Regions from separate parts of the Canis lupus genome. Here region 1 is linked to region 2. A link is a contact called in public Hi-C data. All regions are on one chromosome and are shown on one strand. The core of a region is the stretch at or near the end of the contact, and the rest is flanking DNA. Distances in the headings are between cores, read along the strand shown. Region 1 has its middle 51 kb from the start of RAP2B. Region 2 holds the start of LOC119877426 (serine/arginine repetitive matrix protein 1-like).

What was found. A called contact is a pair of places that touch in the nucleus more often than the background predicts.
Region 1: a Hi-C map of blood shows a contact between it and region 2, with 2.4 times the contacts expected there. The contact joins the enhancer-like site here to the promoter of LOC119877426 in region 2. A contact is called at or near these places in 2 of 9 Hi-C or Micro-C datasets (both in blood).

Annotation. Positions count from the first base shown.
Region 1 is chr23:48,103,020-48,107,655 of UU_Cfam_GSD_1.0, reverse strand. No RefSeq gene overlaps it. Among named protein-coding and RNA genes, the nearest start is that of RAP2B, 51 kb to the right of the region's middle. Within about 2 kb of position 3,220, at least 5 of the 20 cell types and tissues checked have an H3K27ac peak or open chromatin away from gene starts, as enhancers often do. A contact at or near this core is called in blood, where this site is marked.
Region 2 is chr23:48,051,602-48,056,523 of UU_Cfam_GSD_1.0, reverse strand. LOC119877426 (serine/arginine repetitive matrix protein 1-like) reads left to right here and starts at 2,091. Exons shown (of 5, transcript XM_038570205.1): 1 at 2,091-2,272; 2 at 2,649-2,937; 3 at 3,116-3,390; 4 at 4,086-4,313. The coding sequence starts at 2,091. RAP2B (ras-related protein Rap-2b) reads right to left here and starts at 1,886. Exons shown (of 2, transcript XM_038570198.1): 1 at 1,281-1,886; 2 at 1,194-1,245. The coding sequence starts at 1,836. The coding sequence ends at 1,285. LOC119865433 (a long non-coding RNA gene) reads right to left here and starts at 1,125. Exons shown (of 3, transcript XR_005377227.1): 1 at 1-1,125.

The DNA of each region.
Region 1 (4,636 bases), core at 1,971-4,470, 50 kb before region 2:
ATTCTGCCGTAAGGAGCTGACCAAGTCAAAAATCCCCTTTCCGTGATTGAAAACTCACGTTAAGCTCAGCAATATCAGTAGCATTAAAATACTTCTGTGCTCTATCCTCAGGATATCCATGAATAATAAAAGCTACACCCAACACTGTTGTCATTAGTTAAGATCTTATAAGCTGCTCCTTGAAGAGGAAGACACTACATTTCACTCATTTTACTGTACCCTCCTCTATCTTTTCCAGAGATGTGGACTCATACTCCTGGATGTGGCCTTTTAAACTCTTTATCAAATATTCACTCAATAAATGTCAACTCCCATAAGAGGATGCAACTCTCTCAGCCCCTGAAACCATAAAATACAAGATAATTATCAGGACCACGTACTCGATTTGTCAGACAAGGTTCCATTTAGCGCCCACATTTGGAGCCACATCAGGGGCAGAGGTTGTGGGTACAGAGAATATTTTGTTAGGAGACGCAGTGAAATAAAAAGACCTTATAGCAGGAAGTTTATTATTACTTAAGAATGTTTGCTCTAGTCTTTGTGGCTTTCCTTTGCAAAAGTGTAGGTTGTTTTTAGTTGTTGAGGGTATGAATCGAACCCAGTATTTCAAGCTCCCAAAGCGGTGGGAAAGAATGCTACTCACTAGGACTTCAGGCCCAACACAACAGCCCAGGGCTCCAGTCTACACGGGGCTCACCTGAAAGCTTCAGGGTACCAGGTGGTGCCGCTACGTTTGCTGAGACAGTCGTCAAGTCTTCTAAGCCCACCAACAAACTCAACATTCATAAAATTTCCCACGAAAAGCAGAGAGTGTCGTCAAGTGTATTGAAAGTTAACCAGCACTGATACCAAAAAAAAAAAAAAAAAAGAAAAAGAAAAGAAAAAAGGAAAAAAAAAAAAGGTACTGCTCTCATTTCCTGCTCTCAAGCCTAAGTAGGGAGAGATTGAGAAAGGGGGCTGTTTTATTTAACGAAATAATTAGCACTTTGAGAGCTGACCCAGCTTTCATGGCTGAAAGAAAAGCTTTGATGGTGTGAGCAAAGGAAAATTCTGCGAGTATCTAATTCTCTAATGCACCGTGGTGACCACTGGATAACTTAATCTCTCTGCTCTAATGAAGTCCCAGTACGAGAGGCCAGGTTTCTGGCCACTTGATGACTAGCAATTCAGATTCATTGGTATCACCACTGAGTTCATTGCAACCTCCCAACCCAAGCCCTAGAATCAAGTTATGGTGTTATGATCGGACAATGTATGGGAAAAGAAAACACATTTTTATTTTATTTTATTTATTTATTTATTTATTTATTTATTTATTTATTTATTTATTTATTAAGATTTTGTTTATTTATTCATGAGAGACACAGAGAGAGCGAGAGGCCACGGGAGAAGCAGGCTCCATGCAGGGAGCCCGACGTGGGACTCAATCCTGGGTCTCCAGGATCACACCCTCGGCTGAAGGCAGGCACTAACCCACCGGGCCACCCAGGGATCCCCTTTATTTTTTAAAGATTTTATTTATTTACTTGAGGAAGACAGAGAGCAGAAGAGGTCGAGGGAGTGAGCACAAGCAGGAGGAGCATCAGAGGGAGAGGGAAAAGCGGGCTCCCCACTGAGCAGGACCCGAGGATCATGATCTGAGCTGAGGGCAGACCCCTAACTGACTGAGTCACCCAGCCAAGAAAATGCATTTTTAATGAGTGCTTTTCCGTCACAACTCTTTTTTTTTTTTTAAGATTTTATTTATTTATTCATGAGAGACAGAGAGAGAGGCAGAGACACAGGCAGAGGGAGAAGCAGGCTCCATGCAGGAGCCTGATGTGGGACTTGATCCCCAACCCTGGGATCACGCCCTGAGTCAAAGGCAGACGCACAACCACTAAGCCACCCAGGCGTCCCCCGTCACAACTCTTTCTGAAGTCTCTGATACAAACATTTTATGAGAAGAAGCAGACTCTTCCTCACAGGCAGCGGACTCCTCCATCTATAATATTATGTGCCTCCTCATTCTTCAACCTGTGCTTCCTCCTCCGTATTTTCTACAGGCCCTTGGAAAAATGATGAAATACTTAACTAATGATTCTAAAGCTCTTTGTCTTGGTTCTGTCATTTTTAGGAAAAGTGGGCAAGAAAGGGGAGTCCATATTTGGGGTGAACCTACTACGTGTCAAACACAGAGTTGTGGAATTTTTAAAATAATTCTTGAGGTAGTCGTTACTTGCACTTATTCTACAAGGGAGGAGATGGAGGCTCAGAGACACTTCGCAAATAGTCCTACAGATACGATGCGACAAAAATGGTGTTTGCATCTTGCTGCGTGTAACTCCAAAGCTCATGCTCTTCGTAAACTAAGGAAAATACTGTTCCTGGAATGTTTATTAATGCTAATTACAGTTACACTTCTATAAAAAAATAATTTGATTTAATGACTAATATTTTCAAAGCACTGTGGCATACATCATCCCATTTCAAGACAGCTGGTAGACTGGGGCGGGGGGCGTTTAGAGGGGGAGTTGTGAGGATTAGTAATCATGTGCAATACATAATATCAGCGTAAAACAAGTGCTTAGTAGCTATGATTTATTATCATTATTGTTATTATCATTATTAATCCTCCCGGCTGGCTTTAGAAGTTGTATAAGCACAACCATTTCCGCTCCCTCTTGATAGACTTTCTCCACCAAGACTAAGCCCTTTCAACATGCTTCGCAAGCAAAAATCATGGTTCAATTTTTATTTACAAGGCATGTACGTCCAGGAATTTCAGAACCCCCGTATTCAACTTCAGTTTGTTTGCAACGCTGGCAGGCAGGGGATGGAAGGGAAGTAAGTGTGAGACAGGCTTACGAGCTTTGCCAGCCAAGTCAGAATGGGAACTTACGCCTCCGGGTTCCAAACCTGAGTGGCCTTTTTCGTTGCACCTAAGGGATACAGAAGGATGTTCCTTCTTGCAGGCTTCACTATCTCCTTCCTACAAGGGGTGGTGAAGAGCCCCCCTTTGGTTGCTCGCCTCCCCCAGGAGAGCCAGCCCCAGGCTGTGCGGAGCTTGCCTGCTTGTGGTGGGGAGGGCAGTTATCACCAGGACTGGAGAGAGGGTTGGGGTTTGCCTCTTGGGTGCATTCCTGCTCTGCGGATAGTAGGCAGCGAAGTGCAAGAAGTGCTCGGTATCAGTGACTCACAGCGAGACAGGAAATCTCAGGCAGGTCCACCCTTCCTTCCTGCCCTCCCGACCAGCTGGGTTGCAGAACCACAGGCCGCAGCCAGCCTGGGGCCTCGGCGAGAAGGGCTGGGGAGGGCGGAGACCGGGCCCCGCAGTGGGTGCCCCTGATGGATCCCAGAGGTGGGGCCCTGGCACCCCCGCTGCAGGGAAGGCCTGCTCTCTCCACCCCCCAGGCTGCTGTTTCCTTTTTTTTTTTTAAATAAAGATTTTATTTATTTACTGATGAGAGACACAGAGAGAGAGAGAGAGTAAGAGGCAGACACAAGCAGAGGGAGAAGCAGGCCCCATGCAGGGAGCCTGAGGTGGGACTCGATCCCGGGTCTCCAGGATCAGGCCCTGGGTGAAGGCCGGGCTGCCCAGGCTGCTGTTTGTTGGGATGCCCTGCGTCTCCTTGTGCGCCCTTGCCTCTGTATTGTTTTCAAAGATAAAAAACAAGAGTTTGGCACGGTTCACCTGAGTGGGTTTCATGTACCCCGTGTTTCAAAAGCTCGTGACAGGGGTTCCTGGGTGGCTCAGCCTCAGACTCTTGATCTCCTCTCAGGTCAGGATCTCAGGGTCCGGATCCCAAGGTCACAGAGGTGGAGCCCCAGGCCCTGCTCCCCTTGCTCAGTGGGGAGTGTGTTTGAGATCCTTTCTCTCCCTCTCCGGCCGCCCCTCCCCCTCTAAAATAAATCAACAAATCTTTAAAATAAATGCATAAATACATAAAGAAATACCATAAATAAAGGCAGAAAGCGACATTCATCATCGTTACAAGCAATCTCCACGACGGCAAAATAGCAGAATGTGTCTCTCCAGCCAAATCAAATGTACACGCATTTACGGTAGATTTTTGAACCCCGTGTAAAAGTCTTGCAATAAAGTCACACCGTGTCTCGCCTCACGAGGGCCACCAATAATCATGATGAGGATTGGGACAGGCCAGCAGCTGACGCCCGGCACGGCTCTGAGCACCTGATTCCTTTAGAGTCATCTTAGGCTCACAACCACCCTTTGAGATAAGCATTTTCGTTATTCCCGACTTACAGACGAGGTGACTGTCACAGTCGATGAAAACCCCTCCCTGTCTCCCAAAATTATAAATAAATAAATAATAAAATAAATAATAATAAATAAATAATAAATAAAACTCACACCTACGATATCATAAGTGAACGAAAACTATCACGATGTTGCACACAAAACTGCTGCTTCACAACCGTGATTTGTTGTAAGAGGCCAATGGATAAATGACAACAAAATGATACTCTACATGTTTCCCATATTTGGCCACGTTCAGGAATCTATTTCCAACTCATTCATTAAGCCGTTAAAAAAAAAAATATCCTCCCAAAAGTCCAATGTCAAAACTCTGCAATGAGTCGTTACAGCAGAGCAAATTTGTCCGTTATCTTTTTCAAGACCACTTCCCTCTTT
Region 2 (4,922 bases), core at 842-3,341:
GAATAGCAGATTCTGGGTTATGGTGGGAAGTTCACAGGTTGGCACCGGCTGGAACAGCTGAGTTTTGAAGGCACTCTGCAGACACAGGGGTGCTGGGGCCCTGAATCACATTTTTGAAGTCTTTGTACTGTATTTTAAAGAGCTAGTCATCAAAACCTGTCACTGCCAACCAAAAAGAAAAGCTAAACTTAAAAAAAAAAAAAACAAAAAACAAAAAGAAACCCAAAGAAACACACACACACACACACACACACACACAGTACACACAAAAATGTGCAGATCTGTAACATTTTTTTTTCACAGCTGATAAAAAAAAAAAAAAAATACTACCGTTCTCCCCCAGACTCCCCTTTGATACAGTAGGTAAACAAAATAGATTTTTTTTTTTTCCACAAATATCAGCAGACACTTTCTGGCACCCCACACTGCATTGGCATCAGTGTTTACAGTCCCAGTTCAGATGTGCATACTTCAGATTGGATACACTGTAACAAGAATCCAACTTTGCATAGACATCCTTAGAATCACAATCAGTCACAGGGTTGCCCTTCCAAGCTGGCAGAAAAGGAACCCGATCTTTAATTTCCAGCTCCTCCTGGAAAAAAAAAAAAAAAAAAAAAAAAGGAAAGAAAAAAAAATAAAAAAATAAAAAATAAAAAAAGCCAACACAAAAGTTTCTTCCCTTCCTCCTGTCCTGCTCCTTCATTTGGTTCTCCCGGACTTCCTTCCATGTGGAACTACAAAAAGGGGTGGTTGGAGGCAAAAGAAAAAAAATAAAAATAAAAAAAAAAAAAGGAAAAATTGCCCCCTCCCTTTCTACCTCCCCACCCCATTTATTTATTTATTTTTATTTATTTTCTTTTTCTTTTTTTTTTTTTTTTGCAGGCTGAAACTTTGGCCCGTGTCGAGCTGCCCACACAGCGCCCTAACGGCTCCTTACGCGGGGAGTGGGGTGGAAAAATCCGCGTCTCCCGGGGTCCACGAGCAGCGTGCATGCAGCAGGAGCCGCACCGCCCCCGGGGCTGCACCGGGGCTGCACCGGGGCTGCACCGGGGCTCGGAGGGGGAGGTCAGCGGAGGTCGGCGGAGGTCGGCGGAGGTCAGCGGAGGTCGGCGGGGGTCGGGAGCCGGGCGGTGCAGCCCAGCCGGGCCCCCGGCACCCCCGCCCCCGCCCCGGGGCCGAGGCACAGCGGCCCCCGAGGTCGGCGCGGGCGCAGCGCATCCCCCCCGCGGGGGCGGGCGCGGGGGCGGGCGCGGGGGCGCGGGGCTCCCGCGCGCGGGCGGCTCAGAGGATCACGCAGGCCGAGCAGCAGCCCTCGTCGCCGTTGGGCTGCGCCGCGTAGTTCATCTGCCGCACGATCTCCGCGAACAGCTCGTCCACCGAGGCTTTGTTTTTGGCCGACGTCTCCATGAAGGGGCAGCTCCACTCCTCGGCCAGGGCCTTGCCCTCGCCGTACGACACCTCGCGCTCGCCCTCCAGGTCCACCTTGTTGCCCACCAGGATCATGGGCACGCGCTCGTACCGCTTGACGCGGATGATCTGGTCCCGCATGGGCTTGATGTCCTGGAAGCTCTGCTGGTTGACCAGGCTGTAGACGAGGATGAAGCCCTGGCCGTTCTTGATGTACAGGTCCCGCATGGACGCGAACTGCTCGGTGCCCGCCGTGTCCAGGATCTCGAGCACCGACGGCGACGAGTCCACCTCGATCTCCTTGCGGTAGAAGTCCTCGATGGTGGGGTCGTACTTCTCGATGAAGGAGCCGGTCACGAACTGCACGGTGAGCGCCGACTTGCCCACGCCGCCCGAGCCCAGCACCACCACCTTGTACTCTCTCATGGCTCCGCCGGCGCCCTCGCCGCGCCCGCCGCGGCCCCGTCGGGGGTGCGCGCCGCGGGGCGCCTGGGCTCGTCGGCTGCACGACCTGCCCCCGGGCTCAGCCTGGCGGCGGCGGCGGCGGCGCGGCGGCGACGGCGGCGGCGCGGGAGGACAATGCCGGCGGCCCGGGCGGCGGGAGGCGGCGGCGGCGGCGGCGGCGGCGGGCTGCCGGGGGGGCTGCTGCTACGTGCGCGCCGGCCCGGGCCGCGCGTGGCATGGGGCCCCGCAGACCGTGCGCCCACCGCCGCGGCCCAGCGCGCTCTCCCCGCAGCCTCCGCGGGGCGACGGCTTCCTACTCGCCGCGCGCAGCCCGGCCCTCCCCGCCCCGGCGAGCATGCCCAGTGCGCCGACGGCCTCGCCCGCGCCAGCCGCCGCGCCGGGTTTTCCGGGGGGCCGGGCAAGGGGGCGGGGCCGCGCGCGGGGGGGGCGGGGCCGGGGCGGGGCCTCCCCAGGAGCGGCCTGCGAGAGGCTCGGGGTCGGCACGGGGGGCGGGGCCTCGCGCGGGGGCGGGGCTTGGGCCGCGCTGGGGGCGGGGCGAGGGCGGGGCCTCCCCGGGAGCGGCCTGCGAGGGGCTCGGGGCTGGGCGCGAGGGGCGGGGCCTCGCGCGGGGGGCGGGGCCGGGGCCTCCCGGGGAGCGGCCTGCGAGGAGCTCGGGGGCGGGGCCGCGCGGGGGGCGTGTCCGGGGGCGGGGCCTCCCGGGCCGTGCGAGGGGCCCAGGGCCGGGCGCGGGGTGAGCAGCGCGCGTGGGTGTGCACGGGGGCGGCTTGGTGCAGCGGGGCGGTGGCGCCGCGGCGTGGGCTGCGCGCTCGGCCGCTCCCGTTGTCCCGGGCGCCGGGAGACCCCGAGGGCGTGGGAGCGGCGCGCGGGGCACCTGTGCCCCCTCCCACGGCGCGGGCCCCGACACGCTCCCGGCCCCCCACTCCCGTCGTCCCGCACAAAGGGGCCCGCGGGGGCTCCGGCCGGCACAGGGGAGCCTCCCGGAAGCGCGGAGGCCGGGCCGACCCCCAGCCGCACGGCCGCGGCGCCGGCAGCGAGCCCGGGCATGCTCAGTGGGCGGAACAGGTTTTCGGGCTTAGAAATAGGAAGCTGGGGCCCGCGCAGCCACCGCGCGGCTCACATTACCTCTCCCGGCCTCGGGCCCCATTGGCCCCGCCGCGCCCGTCTCGCCGCCCCGGCCGGGGCCCCATTGGCTGCCGCCGAGGCTCCCGCACTTGCGGCCGCTTCATTGGCGGAAAAGTAGCCTCGGCTCGCGATTGGCGCCTGCGGAGCTCGAGCGGGGGGCGGAGGCGCAGCTGTTCTTTCCCCGCTGCTCCCCGCCCCCCCCTCCCGCTTCCCCCGACCTAGTCGTTCTGGGAGCCCGGGGTGCAAAAAAAGAAGAGGAATTAAGGCGGAGAGCTCGGCGCTAAATATAGTGCCCCGCTGGCGCTGCGGGGCGAGCCTGGCTGCGCAGCGCCCGGAGGCCGCGGGCGCCCTGCTCCCCCCGCTGGGCCCGGGCTCCTGCGGAGTTTGCAAAGTGTGCGGCTGGGCGGGAAGTGGGGGGACGGGGGCGTGCAAGGGGGCCGCCCGGACTGCGTGCGCCGCCCGCTCCGGGTCCCGGGGCGGGGGCGGGGGCGGGGATGCCCAGGCTTGTCCTCCTGCAGACGTCTGGGTTTGGGGGCGGGCCGCCTGCACGTCGGGCTGGGCTCGCGGCCGCGGGAGGGGCGGGGGCGCTGCCTCGACCTGCCCCAGCCTCCCTGCCTCCTCGCCCGGGGCCGGGACCCGGGACCTGTCGGGGGGCCCGCGTGTGCACGAGCCCCGGAGCCGGGGGTGCGGGGGTGGGTAGGGGGGCACGAGCTGCGTCAACCCCCCCAGCTCCGAGTCTGCACTTTTTTTTTTTTTTTTTTTTTGGTTTTGCAAGCCGAGGCTACTCGCGCTCGGCGTGCGCTTCGGACGAGACGCGCCCGGCTGCGTGGCGAGCGCTGGGTTTGGGCCCCGGGTCCGGCCACGTTCGCGGGCTGACCTGCCCCGAGCCGCGGAGGCGCAGCCCCAAGTCCCCACCGGCCCCGGCGGGACGTGGGTGCAGCCGCCGCCTGGGGGGTGGGGAGGGGAGCGGGGTGCTGGGGGGTGCCGGGGGGTGCCCGCCCCGCCCTCACGGTGGAGCGCAGACAACGTGTTTTAACCTTGACTATCAGAGAGCCCGCCTCGAACTCTGTGCTTATGTAATCCTCCAGGAAAAAAAAAAAAAAAGAAGAAAAAAGCAAAGAGCACCCCACCTGTCAGAGGCACACCCACCTCCTGCAGCAGAGGAGAAGCCCCGCAGCACTGACCAGCGCTGAATGTCTGCAGAAGGTCCCGCACGGCTCCTCCGCGCCGCCTCACAGGCCTTGTTACACCTGTTTTAAAGAGGAAGCAACTGAGGTCCTGGGATGTTGGGTGACTTGCCTGCGATTTCCCAGCGGGTGAGTGGCCGGGCTAGGACCCCGGCCTCCCTGTTGGGCTGCAGAAGCTGGCGTGTGCCTCTCGGGGCCCTACTGCCTCCTCTCGGGGAAGTCCCCAGGTTGTACTCTTGCTTAGGGTCAGCCTTGGGGCCTGAGGTCAGACTGTCTCCACCCCAAGCGAGAGGGACCTCTGCCCACCGCCCCGGGGTTCTCCCCTGGTGATGCACCCTCCCGCAGGGTCAAGGAAGCTGAACCTGCTTCTAGGCCAGGCTCCAGGGAGTCAGAATTCTGGAATCCTCTGCCCAAATAGGACTTGCTTGGAATTTTGAACTCAGTCCTGTGTCCAGGGATGGCTGTTTGTTGGGCTGAGGTGTGCACTCCCAGGTGCTGTGGGCTCCCAGTGGGTGCAGGAAGGGTCCTCCATGGAGTCAGCTTTGCTTCCCTTCCCCTTTCCAGCCTCCTCCTTGGAAGAGTCCCGAATTCCTGATTCACACCATGCAGGTCCTTGTAAGGAGGTATTTGTCAGGGTGAGAGGACACATGGATCCTATTTTGTTAACAGTTTGCTATCTTGATTTATAACTTAAGTATTTAGAGTAATGCTATGTGGGCCTCTCTTTGTCCTCTTGCC